2 separate regions of the Anser cygnoides genome follow, and region 2 is linked to region 1. Evidence: chromatin contacts called from public Hi-C data. All regions are on one chromosome and are shown on one strand. Each heading gives the region's core, a stretch centred on a gene start, on an enhancer-like site or on the middle of the called end of the contact. The rest is flanking DNA. Distances are from core to core; before and after follow the strand shown. Region 1 holds the start of RCL1 (RNA terminal phosphate cyclase like 1). Region 2 holds the start of PLGRKT (plasminogen receptor with a C-terminal lysine).

The links. A called contact is a pair of places that touch in the nucleus more often than the background predicts.
Region 2: a Hi-C map of liver shows a contact between it and region 1, with 2.5 times the contacts expected there. The contact joins the promoter of PLGRKT here to the promoter of RCL1 in region 1. A contact is called at or near these places in 4 of 7 Hi-C or Micro-C datasets (granulosa cells and liver).

Annotation. Positions count from the first base shown.
Region 1 is chrZ:83,744,699-83,748,722 of Taihu_goose_T2T_genome, reverse strand. RCL1 (RNA terminal phosphate cyclase like 1) reads right to left here and starts at 1,949. Exons shown (of 9, transcript XM_048050736.2): 1 at 1,671-1,949. The coding sequence starts at 1,818.
Region 2 is chrZ:83,936,079-83,940,102 of Taihu_goose_T2T_genome, reverse strand. It overlaps PLGRKT (plasminogen receptor with a C-terminal lysine), which reads left to right and starts at 2,145. Exons shown (of 5, transcript XM_066988078.1): 1 at 2,145-2,191; 2 at 2,410-2,496. The coding sequence starts at 2,416.

The sequences.
Region 1 (4,024 bases), core at 700-3,199:
AAACTCATAGTTTGTACGACAGCAGTGGGACCTCTCCCAGCACAAAAGTGCATCCTTGCGAACACATTTCACTCTTGGAATGCAAACTCATAGAGAAGTTTTCACTGCAAATGCTCTGGTCATGAAAAGCTGAGAGAACTGCACGTTGAAGTACCAACATAAATCAGCGTTTGTTGCTCTTTTTCTGTTATGGTCATAGCTTACATTTTAGTCCATGCTTGAAAAAGGACCTCCTATAAATTTAGCAAAAATCACAAAATTCATCACCAAACTTTTTGTGGTAGTAATAAATACTTTGGCTCTTAGTATATGTTAAGTCAAGTGCATACGAATATTCTGACAGCTTCAGAGGAGGATCTTTAGCTGTGAACCGACCTTATCGCTCTCTACAGTTACCTTAAGGGAGGCTGTAGAGAGGTGGGGGTTGGTCTGTTCTCCCACGTGCCTGGTGACAGGACGAGGGGGAATGGGCGAAAGTTGCGACAGGGGAGTTTTAGGTTGGATGTTAGGAAGTACTTCTTTACCGAAAGGGTTATTAAGCATTGGAACGGGCTGCCCAGGGAGGTGGTGGAGTCGCCATCCCTGGAGGTCTTTAAAAGACGTTTAGATGTAGAGCTTAGTGATATGGTTTAGTGGAGTACTTAGTGTTAGGTCGGAGGTTGGACTCGATGATCTTGAGGTCTCTTCCAACCTAGAAATCTGTGATACTGTGAAGCATCCTCAGAAGGCAGAGCTGCATCAATGCTCTCACCCATTCTGAACCTCGCACTTTACCTAAAATTGAACTGAGTGGCGACAGCCAGCCCTCCTGCTTCTGCCACCACTGCGAGCTTTCAACGGGTATGACCTGCTGGTGACTGTCCCGCTCACTGCAAGTGCTGCACCCCGCATCTGGCTGGCACCATCAACCCATAGACACGGGTCCGCGCGCACGCCAACACACACGCGCACACCAACACGCGCACACCAACACGCGCACACCAACACGCGCACACCAACACGCGCACACCAACACGCGCACACCAACACGCGCACACCAACACGCGCACACCAACACGCGCACACCAACACGCGCACACCAACACGCGCACACCAACACGCGCACACCAACACGCGCACACCAACACGCGCACACCAACACGCGCACACCAACACGCGCACACCAACACGCGCACACCAACACGCGCACACCAACACGCGCACACCAACACGCGCACACCAACACACAAACCAGCGACCAAAGCCCACGCTCAAAGGCAGCTTTTTACACCCGTACACGCCTCGGTACCCGTCACACCGCCCGGGCGCATTCAGCGTAGGGGTGACGGGGATGCCGAGGGACAGAGGACGAAGCGCAGCTCCCCGTGCAAGGCTTCCCTCGGAGGGATCCACGTGGTCGGAGCCAAGCGCCTTCCCTTCCTTTCCCATTCTCCTTCCCTCCCCTTCCTTTCCCTTCACCTCCCTTCCCTTCCCTTTCCCCGCCGCCTGCCGCCCTCGGGCACGAGCCCCCTGAAGCCCAGCTCCCTGCGGCCACCGCAGCCACGTCGCCACCTCCGGCACCCCCCGACGGGTCCCGGGCACGCCGCGGCCGCCTGCTTTCGGCCTCCGTGCGCTCCGGCGGCGGGACGGGGAAAGCCAGGACCCCCCCCCCGCCCTGCCCCGGGGCTCACCGCGGAGCCCGGGGTCCTCCTCCCGGGCGCGGATCTTGCGGATCTTCAGCGGCCGCCCGCTGAGCGTGGCGAGCACCAGGCGCTGCCGCAGGAAGTTGCAGCCCGCGTAGCTGAGGCACTGCGAGGAGGAGCCGCCGCCGCCCGCCATGCCGCGCCCCGCCGGTGCCGCTGCCGGTGCCGGTGCCGGTGCTGGTGCCGCGGATCCCGGCGCGCCCACGTGGTTGGGAACAGGAAGCGCGGGGACAGCGGGGAGTCAAAGGGCGAGGGGCGGGGCGGCGGCGGCCGCTGGGCGGGGGCCGTGAGGGGGCAGCCGTCGGGGCGGGGCGGGGGCTGGGGGGGCCTCGTTCCGCCCCGGCCGTGGCTTGGTTCGCTGGAGCTCGGCCCCCGCGTTCCTTAACTGGGGTTCGGCTCTGCCCCCTGTGGGGCGCCTCAGGTCCTGCGCACCGGCGGACGAGCCGCCAAACCCCGATGAAACGCGGGGTACCGGGGTCCTCTCCCTAGATGAAGGAGGATTAGTTGCTGGGAATACGTTCTTGCAGACTTACTTACTTACTTATTTATTTATTCCCCCCCCGGTAATTTATCACTGTCTCTCCTAAGGAAAACTAATCAAAAAGCAGGGTCTGATTTCCAATCTTCTGGTCGTGCCATTCCCTTAAATACAGTGGTAGAGACCGGCTGTCGTAAAACAGGAATCTGAGTAAAGCTTTACTTAGCTGTAGTGAGTGTTTTAGAAATCTGTGTTTTAAGAGAAGCATGCGTTACAGCGAGGGTGACAGAGTTAATTGCTGGGCTATGTTTATGTGTACGGGGAAGAAAGCTCCTTGTGTTAAGCAAAAAGCGAAAAAGAGCAAGAGTGATCTGACAGAATATCCCAAGCTGGAAAGGACCCAAAAGACAGTATTTTCCGAAGATACGTTCTGTGTCTCCCTCCCCTGCATGAACTCGTGTCTGATCTCGCTCCTGAGTAAATGCAATCTATGTATTGCTGTGGATGAGGTCAGATTGTTGCCAGTGAGCAGCGGGATCCGAGCTGCTCTGCAAGCGGGGATGAACCAGGAGCCATGGGTGCCCAGCCTGCACCGTGCCCTCACTGAACAGGGCACCATGGTGCAGCATTTGAGCACGGTGGGCAGCACAGGGCACTGGGTCCATTGACAGTCCCAGCATAACCTGTCAGATGTAGGATCCATCTAGCAGATCCAGTTGCAAAGAAGATGGGCTAGAGATAAAGCTGCACCATAACTCTGAGGAGATAGGACACGACTGGCGTCCTGCTAGGATATGGGACTGGAGGTAGTTAAATCTACAATGTACTTTAGGCAAGGATCTAAAGCTCAGACTTGAGCTTAACTGGAGCTCCCAGGCCTGTAGGCAGAGACTACTGGTGAAGATGCTGAGAGCAATTAACACCTGTCTGTGCATGTAGGATCCCAACAATCGTCCTCAACATCTGAAGTGAGAAATGCAGGCCCTAGGAAGCAATTCTGCTTCTGATTTTCTTGCGTGCAGTCCTTGCACAAAGTCAAGGTCTTCTCTCTTGCTACTGCTCCCCCACCAGCAAGGAGGCTGGGTGTCTGCAAGGGGTTGGGAGGGGACAGCCAGGACAGCTGACCCCAAATAACCAAAGGGTTGTTTCATACCATATGACATCGTGCTCAGCAATAAAAATTGGGAGGAGAAAGAAGGGGCGTTTGGAGTTGTGGTGTTTCTCTTCCCAAGTTACCATTACATGTAATGAAGACCTACTTCCCTAGAACACGGATGAACATCTGCTGATGGGAAGCAGTAAATGAGTTTCTTATTTTCCTTTGCTTGCATGCACAGCTTTTGCTTTATCTATCAAACTGTCTTTATCTCAATTTGCAGTTTTTCTCACTTTTACCTTTCCAGTTCTTTTCTCCATCGCACTGGGCAGGGAGGAAGTAAGTAAATGTGTGGTGTCTAGCTGCTTTACCAGGGTTAACACAGAACAGTATGGAAATAGCATTGCAGTTACTTGTCTGCAGAATTTCAGTTGTGAAATGAACAATTTTATATGGTTAAACTTGGATTATTACTGAATCTTGCAGTAAGCATGCATCCCAAATCATAGACTTGTTCCTGAATGAACATGATGCGATAATTTTAAATTGATGTCTTCTATATTTTAACATTCAGATATATGCCTTTTTCTACTTTTAAGCCTGCAAATGTTTTTTATACATCTTCATTTATTTTTTTTGTGCTTTCACAGAGTCACAGAATGATTGATGTTGGAAGAGACCTCTGGAGGTTATCTGGTCCAAGCCCCCTGCTCAAGCAGGGACACCTAGAGCCGATTGCCCAGGACTGTGTCCAGATGGCTTTTGAAG
Region 2 (4,024 bases), core at 896-3,395, 190 kb before region 1:
GGTCTACCACAATTGCAGCACAGTGGTTTACTGCACACTGGAATATCAGTCTGCTCAGGAAAAGAAGAAATATGGACAGACTGAAATGGTTTTCTTGGCTGAAAGGGGGTCGGTGAGTGGGGGTGGATGACATTTTTGGTAAACTGCTTGGAGGGAAATTGGCATTCTCTGAAATTTACCAGTGAGAGACCCCTCAACCATGATTGAGGCCCTGTGAAAGAGGTATCTGTCTCTGCCTTGCAAGGGGAGGACTGCCATCTTGCGTGGAGCTGGAGTATAGCAGGAAATTTCTCCCCGATATCGCTGCAGCACAGTAAGCACGACCTCAGAGAGTTGGTGCCACCTTCCTCTTCACTTGGAGGCTGTAGTCTCCTGCTCATGCCGAGGTGGGCCTCTATCTTTATGTCTGAGAACGTTTTGAATCTCGGTACAACCTTATGCACGTATATAGTGAAGTCTCAGTGAAGTCTGCCATAACAGGAGTTTTCGATGTAGAATTCCTTTCCTAAGACTGGCACCTAGCATTTTAGGAAAAAAAAAAAAATCAGGTAAGCATTTTTGTTCAAGTGAGCACTACAACCACTCCAGTATAATTATTAGCTTTTGGTAAAAAACCTCGCTTTCAAGGGTGTATGCAGAATCTTGTGCTGTAGATCTTCATCCTTACAAGTGTTCACACCTATAAGCAGTTAAATCAACAGACTTATTCTATACTGTAAAATGACTTTGTGAATTAGGTGGACTACTCTGCCAAACATTGTGAGTTGAAAATACATCCTACCATCACCTTTTTAATGGCTGTATCTCCTCACAAACTGTGTATGTTCAAGAGATCAAACATTTTCAGAGGCATTTTCAAGACAGCACAAAAAGGGTACCTGCAAGTTTTTAGAAAGACCCGAAGTAAAAATGTTAAGTAATTTTTCATATTAGAAAAAATAAATATTTTTCTTCTTTATCTTTCTCCTATTTTTGTTTTGCCATTAAAAAATTAAAGGAGGGTCATCATGGAGATAACACAAAAAATAATTCTGTGAGAAAAAGATGCCTTCTTCTCAGACATTTAAAAAAAAAAACTTGCAAAATATATGTATTTAGAAAACATACGAATACTGACAGCAAGAATCATTGTCAGGTTAAGACATTAGCAGATGCGAGAATTTTAAAATGACAGTCACTACACAGAATCAGATTCATAGGAAAGTCCGGGTTAGACAGGACGGTGGAGATTACCTGGTCCAAGCTTTCATGGTAAAAGCAGGCCCTATACAAGATTGTCTAAGACTTTGAACAGCCAGACCTTCAAAGTCTCCCTAAAAGTCTCTGTGAGGTTGAGTTTGAGGTGCTGCACAGTCCAACAGACCGGTGTTAGACTCCTTAATGAGATACTCTTCAGTTCTGAAAGAAGAGTCCTGGGGATCCTATCCAGTATTTCTATCACTGTGTAAAACCTTATCGGCAGGGCACATGTTTTACCTCTACACTTTTTTAAATTATGAAAATTTCACTTATTTGGATTTGAAAGTCAGCCTTTAATTGTGGTTGACGATGCCTTGAAAACATCCTGGTACTTTACGAAAGGCAGAGTACGACCAGAAGCCTACGTGTAGCTCGCGCTTTGCACCTGGACACATCACACCTGAGCTGCGGTCCTGCCACGGCGTGCGGGTGTGCTTAATGAAGGGACAAGGTCCGGGAGGCTTCCCTGGAGTGTTTCTATAGATTAAAGTGAGGGAAGGGAAGGGAAGGGAAAGGAAGGGAAGGGAAGGGAAGGGAAGGGAAGGGAAGGGAAGGGAAGGGAAGGGAAGGGAAGGGAAGGGAAGGGAAGGGAAGGGAAGGGAAGGGAAGGGAAGGGAAGGGAAGGGAAGGGAAGGGAAGGGAAGGGAAGGACGCAGGTGTCCGCCCCACCGGCTGAGGCCGATAGCGGCCGCCCTTTTTTCTGCCACCCGCTGTAAGACGCGGGGCGTTCACTTGAAGCCCGCTACGGAAGGCAGCCGCCCCGCTCCGCCCGCGTCGGCCATCAGCCGCCGAGCCGCGGCCCAGCCCCGCTCAGGCGGCGCAGCCCGGCCCAGCGCCGCGGCCCGCCCGGCTCCGGCGGCCAATCGGCGGCCGCAGAGGGCGGGGGCGGCGGGCGCTGACCTCCGGCGGCTCGGCGGCGCGGCCCGGGGACGACCGGCGCCTTCCCCGCGAGGTGAGCGGGGCGGGGCCCGGCCGGGCCCGCGGAGGCCTCCCCGGGTACGGGCGGCGGGGCCGGCCCCCAGCGAGGGGCGGGCGGGGCGGGCTGGGTCCCGGTGCCCGGCACGGCGCCGGGCGGGGTGGCCGGGAGCCACGGGTAGGGTCAGGCCCGGTGGGGTCAGAGGTTTCCCCCCCGTGCTAGGTCTCACCTGCATTGTCTCTTCTGCGCTCCAGGACAACATGGGGTTCGTCTTCTCCAAGTCCATGAACGAAAACCTGAAAGCTCAGCAGGAGTTTATGCTTATGAACTCGCGGCTGCAGGTAAAGCACACACGCCTTTGGTGCCCACGAAGGTCACCGCTCAGAGGCTGGGCTGGGGGCTTCAGGCGTTGGGCATTGCCCTCCTTCCGGAGTTTAAGGTGCTCTCTTTAAAGTCAGCTAATTCAGATGTGTTCGTCTGCCACAGCCGATTCAGGTGCGTGAAGCACCACAGCCCTGGATCTCATAACTTTCTGGAAGTCTGTGTTAACAAGTTGCAGAGGTAGAAACCACGGTAGCCAGACCTTAAAAGTGCAGGTTTGGAAACTTCCCCTGAACAGACCCCTGAAGCCCAACTGAACTACTCCATTGTAAAGCTATGCGTACATGTTAAACCAAATCAGCAACAGCATGGTTAATAAAACACAGATACTATTCTTCTAAAATATGCGAATAAATTATGCTTCAATTCTCACACTATACAAACTCAAACAGCTCTCTCTGGGTTCAGTAGCTGCAGTTATTCCACATTACTGGGAAGCCACTATGTGGATTTTCATTTGTTCTAGAAACCAGAAAGTAAATAGGGATTAGGGGATCACTTACGCCTTTTCATAAAATAGTAAAATGTCAGGTGAAAAAGAGAAGGAAAAACAGTTGGACGAAGGTTCAGAAAGCTAAGCTGAATAGATGGTACAATGTAGCTGAAGTTACAGCTTTGTGATTTGTTGCCAGAATTTGTGCTCTGTAGCTTGTTCCTGTACTAGACTACAGTATCAGTAGCGCCATCCAAGTAGACTTAAGTAGAGTTTGTTGCTTTAGTTTTGCTTTTAAGTTGAATGCAGGTAAATTTAAAATGTTTAAAGTAGTGATGGTTGAATTTTCTATTCATTAAATTGTCAGTAGGTGGCATACCAGTTTTCAAAGCTGCTGAGGTACATGCTGATCGTAGGTTTTGTAAGGTTGCATTTAAACTGAACTCTGGAAGTGACACTAGAAATGTGGCTAGGAAAGAAAGCATAAAAAAAATAGTATAACAAGATACTAGATAACTGACTTTTTGCAAGATTTGCAAAAATCACTTTTGTCTGTGCTGGATTATAGTTTTCTCAGATGCAACTGCAAGATTTGTGTGTATGGTTTGGGGTTGTTTTTTTTTTTTTTTTTTTCATACAGAGGTAGGTCCTTCCACTCCTGAAGCTTTTGGAAATCCAAATGGTGGGAATGTGTTTAGTTTCAGAGAATGATGATGAAGTGGAGGCTTGTTTCGTGATCTGCTTCTCTGCTGTGCAGAATGAAAAATAGAGTTGAGAAAACAACTTGAATTCAGTCTAGCTTTTGTAAGGTGTTGGGGTCTTTGGCAAACACTATTTGGCCTTTTGACCCCAGGTGACTAACAACTCTAGTTCTAGCCCAAATGTTCAGACTAACATCAAAAATCAACTTCTTTCTCTTAGGAGAGTTACGAAAAAAAATCCCTTTCATGATCACACACAAAATCTTTGCAAGTCACTCTTTAGGAATTCTCTCTGTGCAGCATTTCATCTTTTTGAAAATACCATTAGGCAACGTAGTAGGTTTCTTTCTAACA